3 separate regions of the Mus musculus genome follow, and all the other regions are linked to region 3. Evidence: chromatin contacts called from public HiChIP or PLAC-seq data. All regions are on one chromosome and are shown on one strand. Each heading gives the region's core, a stretch centred on a gene start, on an enhancer-like site or on the middle of the called end of the contact. The rest is flanking DNA. Distances are from core to core; before and after follow the strand shown. Region 1 has its middle 11 kb from the start of Gm30639. Region 2 overlaps Tln2 (talin 2). Region 3 has its middle 24 kb from the start of Gm39364.

Evidence for each region. HiChIP or PLAC-seq counts read pairs in DNA pulled down with a chosen protein or histone mark.
Region 1: a contact with region 3 is called in an H3K27ac HiChIP or PLAC-seq map of embryonic stem cells, with 2.6 times the contacts expected there. The contact joins two enhancer-like sites. A contact is called at or near these places in 1 of 15 datasets of contacts at CTCF or cohesin (large pre-B cells) and 1 of 115 datasets of contacts at active chromatin or transcription factors (embryonic stem cells).
Region 2: an H3K27ac HiChIP or PLAC-seq map of embryonic stem cells shows a contact between it and region 3, with 3 times the contacts expected there. The contact joins two enhancer-like sites.

What each region holds. Positions count from the first base shown.
Region 1 is chr9:67,000,071-67,003,399 of GRCm38.p6, reverse strand. No RefSeq gene overlaps it. Among named protein-coding and RNA genes, the nearest start is that of Gm30639, 11 kb to the left of the region's middle. Within about 2 kb of position 2,074, at least 31 of the 459 cell types and tissues checked have an H3K27ac peak or open chromatin away from gene starts, as enhancers often do. A contact at or near this core is called in embryonic stem cells, where this site is marked.
Region 2 is chr9:67,259,471-67,262,602 of GRCm38.p6, reverse strand. Tln2 (talin 2) reads left to right here. Exons shown (of 58, transcript NM_001081242.2): 47 at 529-712. Among named protein-coding and RNA genes, the nearest start is that of Mir190a, 24 kb to the right of the region's middle. Within about 2 kb of position 1,407, at least 50 of the 459 cell types and tissues checked have an H3K27ac peak or open chromatin away from gene starts, as enhancers often do. A contact at or near this core is called in embryonic stem cells, where this site is marked.
Region 3 is chr9:66,275,036-66,278,184 of GRCm38.p6, reverse strand. No RefSeq gene overlaps it. Among named protein-coding and RNA genes, the nearest start is that of Gm39364, 24 kb to the left of the region's middle. Within about 2 kb of position 1,289, at least 196 of the 459 cell types and tissues checked have an H3K27ac peak or open chromatin away from gene starts, as enhancers often do. A contact at or near this core is called in embryonic stem cells, where this site is marked.

The sequences.
Region 1 (3,329 bases), core at 825-3,324, 720 kb before region 3:
ACTCATTCTCATTAAGTCGCCTCAGAGTAGGCAGTGAGTGCATTGTGAGGGGGGAGGAGGGGATGTGTGGGAGGCAGTTTCCATGACTCAGAAAGTCCGGGGATCTTAAAATGCTGACATCACATGAAGTCATTAAGTAGAGAAGAATCATTTCACTGATGTCAAGATCCTTCTGATTCATCTATTCATGCATTAATTAATTCAGTAAGTGTATAAATGCATTGAGTACCACTCCCTGTTCAATCAATACAAGTCTGTATGCCAAAGTCAGTGCAAACCTGGGTTGGAGAGATGGTTCAAACATTAAAGCACTTACTGCACTTTCAAAGGGACTGCATTCAGCTCCCAGCACCCACATAAGACGGCTTATCCAGTGCCAGGGGAATCTGACACCTTTTGACCTCTGCAAAGGTCTGTGTGTGCATGGTGTACTCAGAACTCACCCAGGTATGCGCATACATTTTTTAAAATTAATTTTTTAAAAAATCAATGTAGGGGCTGGTGAGATGGCTCAGTGGGTAAGAGCACCCGACTGCTCTTCTGAAGGTCCGGAGTTCAAATCCCAGCAACCACATGGTGGCTCACAACCATCTGTAACGAGATCTGACGCCCTCTTCTGGAGTGTCTGAAGACAGCTACAGTGTACTTATAATAAATAAATAAATAAATAAATAAATCTTAAAAAAAAAAAAGAACAGTGGAATTTAAAAAAAAAATCAATGTAACCAAACACCAAAATTCACTAAATTATCAACTTGATCAATTGTTGAACAATTAACTTACTGGGGACATTTTTAAACCAAATTTTTAAACCAAATTGTTGAACAATTAACTTACTGGGGACATTTTTAAACCAAATTTACCTCTTTCAGTTATAACAACTTAAATGCTAGAATTAAATTAAATTACTAGCTAGAATGTTGGCTAAGCAAAAATACTTAAGCATTCTTTTTCTACATGAAATACTACATTTTTGATCATTCCAAGCCCTTATCTAAAATTGTTTTTACTGCTTCTGAATTCTTTTTTTTTTTTTTTTTTTTTTTTTTTTTTTTCAATTTTCGAGACAGGGTTTCTCTGGGTAGCACTGGCTGTCCTGGAACTCACTCTGTAGACCAGGCTGGCCTCGAACTCAGAAGTCCGCCTGCCTCTGCCTCCCAAGTGCTGGGATTAAAGGCGTGCGCCACCATGCCCAGCTGTGAATGGTTTTTAATTATTTCATTATTTAGTTTATTGCTTTATTTACTTATCTGTTTATTTGGGGCTCATGTCACTGCAGAAGTGCAGAGGTCAGAAATCTAACCCCCAGTCCTCTGCAAAGACAGCAAATGCTCTTAAGTGTTAAGCCATTTCTTCAGCCCTCTTCATTTTAAAGGTCTTAAGGCATCTTCCAATAATTATTAGATGGTGTTTCTGGGTTTTTTTTTTTTATCATCATAATAAGTCTACAGGGTTACTTATAACATCACCATTTTACAGTCTAACCGAGGCATTAAGTACTTTGCACAAATACTCCAGCTGAATCCGATTTCCAGGCTGTCCAGCTTCAAGCTCACACAAATCTTTCTACCTCTACCACAATCTAAGTGCCCTCTGTGATCTATTACAAGGGCAGGACATTTGTATCTCAAAGTATAGCGAGAGAATTGAGTGAATGGTACAAATGGAAGCCTCTGGCAATGGCCCAGCCTCTGAGGCAGGAGCTTTTCTGTAGTAAATGTGGAAGTTGATGAAGTGTATGTGTGTGGGTGGTATATATGCACGCCCTTGGAGCCCCTGGAGCTGGTGTTACAGTTAGGAACCTGCTGACTTGGGTGCATAGAACCAAAATCTACAAAAGCCACGCTTTTAATCACCAAGCCATCCCTCAGCTGACTACTTTCTCAAGCTCATTCATTCCTTGGAGATCTGCTGCAGCAAAGAGTGAGAACACGCATGGGGAGGGCCTACCCAGTTTAGGAGAAGATGGACGAGAGAGAATGAGAGAGAGGTGGGTCACAAGTTACTCAAGCTTCCTGTGGCTGTCCATATTGACCTTGGTTTCAGAGGACCGTGAGGCACAGCCTGGAACACCGAGGGCACTGCGCCACCTGCTGTTCGCAGTCTGTACTCATCTGATTCTTGTCTTGCCCACATGTCTGGCAACCTCAGTGAGTTAAGCCTTTTTTTTTTTTTTTTTTTTTTTCCTTTCTTTTTTTTTTTTTTTTTTTTTTAAGTTAAGATTGGGAAGAGTGGGGGCTGGAGAGATGGCTCAGCAGTTAAGAGCACCCGACTGTTCTTCCAGAGGTCATGAGTTCAAACCCCAGCAACCACATGGTGGCTCACAACCATCTGCAGTGAGATCTGATGCCCTCTTCTGGTGTGTCTGAAGACAGCTACAGTGTACTTAGATATAATAAAAAAAAAAAAAAAAAAAAGATTGAGAAGGGCGATTCCTTGGTAGAAGTAAAAAGACTTGAGTAACTTTTATAACCATTTGTGAGGCATATGACCTTTGGGCAAGGCCTTTAGCGTTGTCATCCTTGTCTCCTCCTCCCCCTCCCCCTCTCCTCCTTCTCCCCCTTCTCTTCTCCTCCTCCTCTTCCACCTCCTCCTCCCCTCCCTGTCCCCTTCTTCCTCCTCCTCCTCCCCTTCCTCCTCCTCCTCCTCTTCTTCCTCCAAGACTGTATAGCCCTGGCTGTCCTGGAACTCACTCTGTAGACTAGGCTGGACTCAGACTCCCAGAGATCTGCCTGCCTCTGCCTCCCAAGTATTGTGATTAAAGGTGTGCACCGTCACTGCCCGGCCTGGCTTTTAGCTTCTTAGAGTAGTTTCTGTGTGTAAAATAAAAACCACAGGAATATTGTTTCACCCTAACATTTAGATGAAATGAATGCTCAGTTTCTCGTTATTTTACTTTATTTTGAGACAGGGTCTCATGTAGCCCAAATTTGTCTCAAATTTGCTTTGTAACTGAGTATGACCTTGAACTTTTGACCCTCCTACTTCCACCCTGCCCTGAATGAAGGGAAGAAAGGGGTAGGCTTTCTGAACAGAGCATTGATATAACTGACACCAAGAACAACAATTAACAAATGGGACCTCATGAAGCTAAAAAGTGTCTGTAAGGCAAAGGACACCATCTTTCAGACAAAGCGGCAGCCTACAGACTGGGAAAAGTTCATTCTTGGCTTTTAACCTGTGGAGCCGTCTCACCAGTCCCTGATTTTATTTGATTTGATTTGATTTTTGATTTTTTTATGGAAGAAAGACTCCCTAATTAAAATTGTTTCTACCATCTGCATCCATCTGAGAGTTTCCAAGATTCTGGTTCACAAATTTCAAATCAC
Region 2 (3,132 bases), core at 158-2,657, 980 kb before region 3:
ACCAGGAGAGGCGGGGACAGGCATAGTTAGCAGTCACTTCCCAAAGCCTGGTACCTCCCTGGAGCCTTCATTAAATATACTGGTGCTGGCCACTCTATACATTTACTTATGGTGACCCCTAAACCTTCATCACATGTCCAGGCCCTTTCATGTCTCTCCAACCCACGGGCCTGTGATAGAGTGGAGATTCTCTTTGTACTGCCGTCTGTTCTGGAGCCTGTCCCCACCAGCTCTGATTGCCAGACAGGATGTATAGGCTATAAGAGATTTCAGGCCGTAGGAAGATGCTAAGCTCCTGCCTTCACGGTTGAGCTCTTCTCTGGAGCTCTGTTCCCAGTCCCCTGGCTCTACCTACTGTGTGAGCTTCCAACCTCACTTGCATGGAACACTGCCCCCCCCCTCGAGAGGGGAGTGGATCACTCGGGCCTCTCTTCCCAAAGCCCCCCTGAAGGAATTTCCTTCCTCCCCAACTGCAAGTGACTAAGTTGTGTTGTTTCTCCTGTCTCTCTGGCCTCCCTGCTCTCTAAGGGAGAACATTCTGAAGACAGCCAAGGCCTTGGTGGAAGACACAAAGCTCCTCGTGTCTGGGGCTGCATCCACTCCAGACAAGCTGGCCCAGGCCGCTCAGTCCTCAGCAGCCACCATCACCCAGCTGGCAGAGGTGGTCAAGCTGGGGGCCGCCAGCCTGGGCTCCAATGACCCTGAGACCCAGGTATGAATGGGGCCTGAGGGATTGCCTTTTCCTATAGACACTGCTTCAGGCTTCAGAACCAGGGTAAAAGCAAATATCCTTGGAAGTAAACTCTGTGTGTGTGTGTGTGTGTGTGTGTGTGTGTGTGTGTGTGTGTGTGTGTGTGTGTGTGTGTGTTGAAATTGACATGGACTGTGGCGACAGTTCAGGGGACAAACCCTGGATTTGCAAGGAACCTAGTCAGCCAGGCCTGGTGAACAATTGGCTGCAGAAGATGTTGGTGGGATAAAGAAAAGGAAGGAGTGACAGGTGTCCCATGTCCAGGCAGGAACAGTGTGCAGTTTCGTGAAGCAAGAGAGCGAAATGTTAAGGGGATAAAGGAGGGGGAAGGAGAGCTCTTAAGGAGAGGAACTGGAAGGGTGGCCAGACTCTGTTCAGTGACTTCTGTTTGGGAGGTGGCAGTTTTGCTGAAATGACCCACCTGAGCCTTAGTGCCCTCCAGATGACAGTCACTGCAGTTTTTTTCCGTGTCTGAACCCAGCACACTGTATATAGCGGCACCTGGTGCATGCCAGATATGCAGCAAGTTGATGCTCCAGGGGTCTTAAGCTCAGGCTCAAGGAGCTCACAGTAGAGCATCTGACCCTCCCCTGTGCTTTTGTTCTCAGTAACAGAACAGTAAACGCCCTCGTTGCCAACGCCTGCACTGCTCTGCAATCTAGTCTACTGGGCTTGGCCATGCTAGATAACGCTTGCCCTTCCGGATCCAGGAGGACCCAGGAGGACACAATGGCTGTACTAATTAACTACTAATTAATTAACTAATTAACTACCGGCCTTGTTCCCAACTACCCTCCCCCTTCCCTTACCACTGTCCTCTAAGACAATGGAGTCACGTGAGGAACCTTTCTTGGGTTTTATATCCCTGCTTGGTTTCCTCTGACAGCACTGGAATTCAGAAGTGCAGTTTGCACAGTGCTTCTGCGGGAACCTGAGGTGGCTGTCCCACCCTGCTGGGCAGGAAGGAAGGAAAGGCTGGAATCCCTGTCGCTGACCTTGAAAGGCAAACTCTGAGCTCTTCTCCGCTGATTGTGAGGAGAAAGAGCGAGCGTGGATCTTTCCACACAGAGAAATGTGTTGAATTGCCATGGGTTGGTTTTCTTTTTTTCTTTTGAGAACATTTTATTTTAAAAGTTGTATTAGGCACAAAAAAGTAAAGACTCCCAAAGTGAGTTTTTAGAATCATCTCGAATCTTCAGGGAGCCCTGGCGTTTCCTTCTGCCTTCCCCTTCTGTGCAGCCTCGCCCCGCACTCCGACTCTTGTATTACTTGAATCTGTTGGGGTGAAACACTTAGCTTGCTCTTTGCTTCCACATACCTGTAACTGTGACTTACAGTGAGAACTCACTTATTAAAAAAAAAAAAATGCAGCCAGTGAGATACCTCAACTGGTAAAATGCCCGCTTTATGGGTTCTTCTGTGGGTTCTACTCCCAGAACCCACAGAGAGGGAGAGAAGAAACCAGCTCCACAAGGCTGTTATGGTTAGAGTCACTGCCACACCTGCATGGCAGGGTAGGGTTATAGTTAGGGTGACTGCCACACCTGCATGGTAGGGTAGGGTTATGGTTAGAGTCACTGCCACACCTGCATGGTAGGGTAGGGTTATGGTTAGAGTCACTGCCACACCTGCATGGTAGGGTAGGGTAGGGTTAGAGTTAGAGTCACTGCCACACCTGCATGGTGGGTTAGGGTTATGGTTTGGGTGACTGCCACACCTGCATGGTGGCACACACACACACTAATAATAATAATAATAACAATAATAATAATAATAATAAATTAAAATGTTTAATAAACAAGAGTTTTTTTTAATCTGCTCAGAAAACAATGTCCCCTCTGCATGTCAATTACCTGTCAAGCAACAGGTACAGGGCAGGATTTTCTGGGTTCTGATGTGAACAGCAGCCCTGGCATGCAGTGCCCCTCTCTCCTGCTGTACCTCTTCACTGTTACAGGCTCAGGAGAGAGGCAGTCCTTCACAAGGCTCAGCCTGTGGGTGCAGGAGGTTGCCTGGGGGTCCCTGTGCCCTGTGTGTGAGGTGAAGACAGAGGGTGTAGAGGATGGCAGAGGGCTGCAAAGCCACAGGTTTTCTCTGTCACTGCTGTCTAGAGCTCTGGAGTCTCCAAAGGCTTTTGTGTTCATTATCCCGGTTGGTCCTCCCAGCCATGGGATGAGCTGGGAGAGGCTGGCACTGCTAATTCTGCGTGTAGATGAGCCAACCCGAGAGTATGGAGGCGAAGATTGGGGTACTTAGCATTATGCTGACCAGATTCCATTCCAAACCCACCACTCCTGGCTCTAGTGCAATGACCCGGTGCATATCAGTGCTCCCTTTGACTGGAACGTCAGAGTCCAACCCCAGCAATAGAGATAGTGTCC
Region 3 (3,149 bases), core at 40-2,539:
AGGAGGCTCAAGCCTACATTCGAAGCCATCATCTTCACAGTGCTTTCTTCCTGAGCATACTCCACCAGACCACCCCACCTCCTCAGGAGGTATAAGTTCTTCCTACCTCCGAGTCTCTGCTCAGGTGGGTCCTGTACTGCAGACTCTGTAGACCCATTGCAAACACAAGGCATCTTGTCCTTTAGGAGCATCTCAAAAGCTCACTGGGGCCTTATCCGTCAGAATGAAGGCTCCTTCCTCAGCTCCTGGCTTAGTTCCTATTTCTTCCTGTCATTAAACTGTGAGTTCTGGAGGACCTGTCATGTTCCCGTTTTTGTCTACACATGTGTTAAATGCATGTGACTGCAGAAGACAGAATGGGGGCAATGGGTGGATCTTTGGGGAAATAGATTTGGGCCCAGCCAAGAAAGAACCTGTCAAACGTGAATACGTTGGTAGCTGATTTTATATATATATGTACATATATATATATATATTCGCACATATATTCATACATATATTCACATATATATATGTCATATATATAGTATTCATATATATGGTAGTCATATAGATAAGTATGAATGACAGAGTTTTTCTCTGTAAATGTATGTCCTGGCTGTCCTGGAACTGCTTCTGTAGACCAGGCTAGCCTCGAACTTTCAGAGACTCACTTGCCTCTGCTGGGATTAAAGGCATATACCATCACGGTTTGATTCCAGCTTTTGAGGGAGGGTCTTGTCACTTCCAGTACCTTCAGTAGCACATCATAAATCAGACAAGCTTGCGAGACTCACTTGACGACACTGTGGCTAAGCAGATCCTGGGCACTGTAATTTGTTGCCTGACTAAGGAGGGGAGGGAGAATTTTCCAGAATATGATCTCTTACAGCTGGTGGGGCTTTCCAGGGCTAGCACTGAGTGAAGGCGACTGATGAGGTCTGCAGTTGTTCAGGAACGTCTGCCCTGTTTCCTCTCCAACCAGGAAATGCACCCTCAGGCCCAAAGCCCACAGCTTGGCTACTAAAAGGGTCTGAGAAAGCAATGACCCAGGACCCAGCTGGGGAGGGCCAACATCTCAGTTCGACCTCTGTCAGCCTGTAGGTCTCAGGAGCTTTCCTGTTTCCGCTCCTTCCCGGGTTAACTAAGGTCATAACCTTCTGGAAGAATGCGGGGTCAGCCAGCCCGACTGCAATTTCCTCTCCCTGTGTGTGAAAGGAGATATGTCCAACTGTGACTATACAGAGCCCACAGTCTTGTGACTCAGCAGACTCGAGCGTCCTCAGTCCCATCCCTTGGAATGTCACACAGACAGACAGCTGCAGGAGTTCGATGTGGTCGCCACAGATGCTGCGAAGCCTGGACTCACAGATATCTCTCCCTGAGTCTCTCGTTGGTCAAACCTATACCTATCTATACCAGTACTGGGGACAGAACCCAGGGCTTTGCACATGTGAAGAGAGCACTTTGCCACTGAGCTATGTCCCCAGCCCATGTTTACGGTATTTTTATGGCCTGAATTGTGTTCACTTCCTCCTAAACCCATATATGGAACTTTTAAAGTGACTATATTTAAAGATAGGGTCTTTGTAGGGATAAATAAATAAGATGAGGATATATTATGGACACTAATCCAGCATAACTGGTGACCTTGTTTTTTTTGTTTTTTGTTTTCTTTTTAAAAGACAGACATCTATAGAGAGAAGACCAGGGTGTGACAAATTAAGGAGAAACGCTCAGACAGAGCCAACGCTACTGACACCTTGCAGTGTCTAAAGCTGAGAAAGTAAATTTCTAGTGCATTAAGTCACCCAGACCCAGATATTTTGTTTTGACATTTTTTCACTAATGCAATACTACCAATAAAAACAAGGAAACAGAGTGAGGGAAATTCACCGAGTCCTAGCAACAGGGCTAGGGCTGTGGCTCAGTGGTTGAATGCTTGTCTAGCGCATTCAAGGGCCTGGGCTTAATCTTCAGTGCCACAAAAACAAAACCAAACAAGCAGAATCCTGAACACCAGCCGCTGTCCACCTTGCCCCACCCCCCATTTTACTGAAGTCATCTCTGCTTCTAAAATACAATGTTATTAGTATAGATTTTGCATTTTATTTTTTAAAAAAAGGATTGTACTGCATGTGATTCTCCAAGATTTTTCTTTTTTCTTTTTCTTTTTTCTTCATTTTTTACTCCCCCACCCCCACCCCCAGGAAAAGTAGAATGTGAATCCAGGGCAGGCAAATCTGGGCTGGAGTCCAGATCCCAAGAGCTCCAGCTGGGAGAAGGCAGGCACAGTTCTTAACTTTGCTGAGGCTGGCTTCATCATCCTTAAAAAAGGAGCTCACTTCCCTTACAAGGTTGTGCGCAGGGCTACAGAGAATGCCTCACTGACGCACGGGTCCCTCACAATCGCCGCCTCCCTGGGTTCTGCTATTGTTTTAACTTGAATGGGAGATCTTACAATGTCATTTTGTCCCTAGATAATATAATCAACTGTTTTCTAGATTAAGAGCAAGGGCTGTGAATTCTACTCGGTGAAAAGAGGACTTGGGAATCTGTGTTTCGCTATCCATTAAGAACTGCTGCTGCTGCTGCCTCTGATGGAGGGCAACCGTGGGAGGGAGGGACAATCAAGCCCAGAAAAACTTGAAGGAAGCTCACCAACTGTGCTGGTGCCTTTGAGACAGCAATTAACCACCTCCATTCGAAGCCTTTCTACTGTTAGAGCCCCTAAGCCTGTGAAGGTTTGCCGAGAACCGGACCTTCTTAACAGATGCCAAGTGCGATATTTTGGGGGTTGCAGCAACTGTGAATAGAACAGTATGGGGCTGACATCAAACCGGGAGCAGAGGGGGGTGGGGCTGATGGAAAGAAAGTTCTCTAAGCCTGTGATAGTTGCTGTCCCTTTCAACAACCTAGTTTTCCGCATGTACTCGCTTTGATATCCCAGGGAGCACGGGGCTTGGAGTTTCTTTCCAGAGATCTCATGGTTCACTTGCTTATTTAAATGTGACCTTCTTTTGCTTTCAACATATGCTGGGAGTTTTTGTTTGCTTTGTCTGATGGGCAAATAACTGTATGAATGGAAAAGACAAATGGAATCTGAGATCTGGAATCAAGGAAGATTGTGAGATGAGGATTACAACATAGTGCGTGCTAAAATATTTATA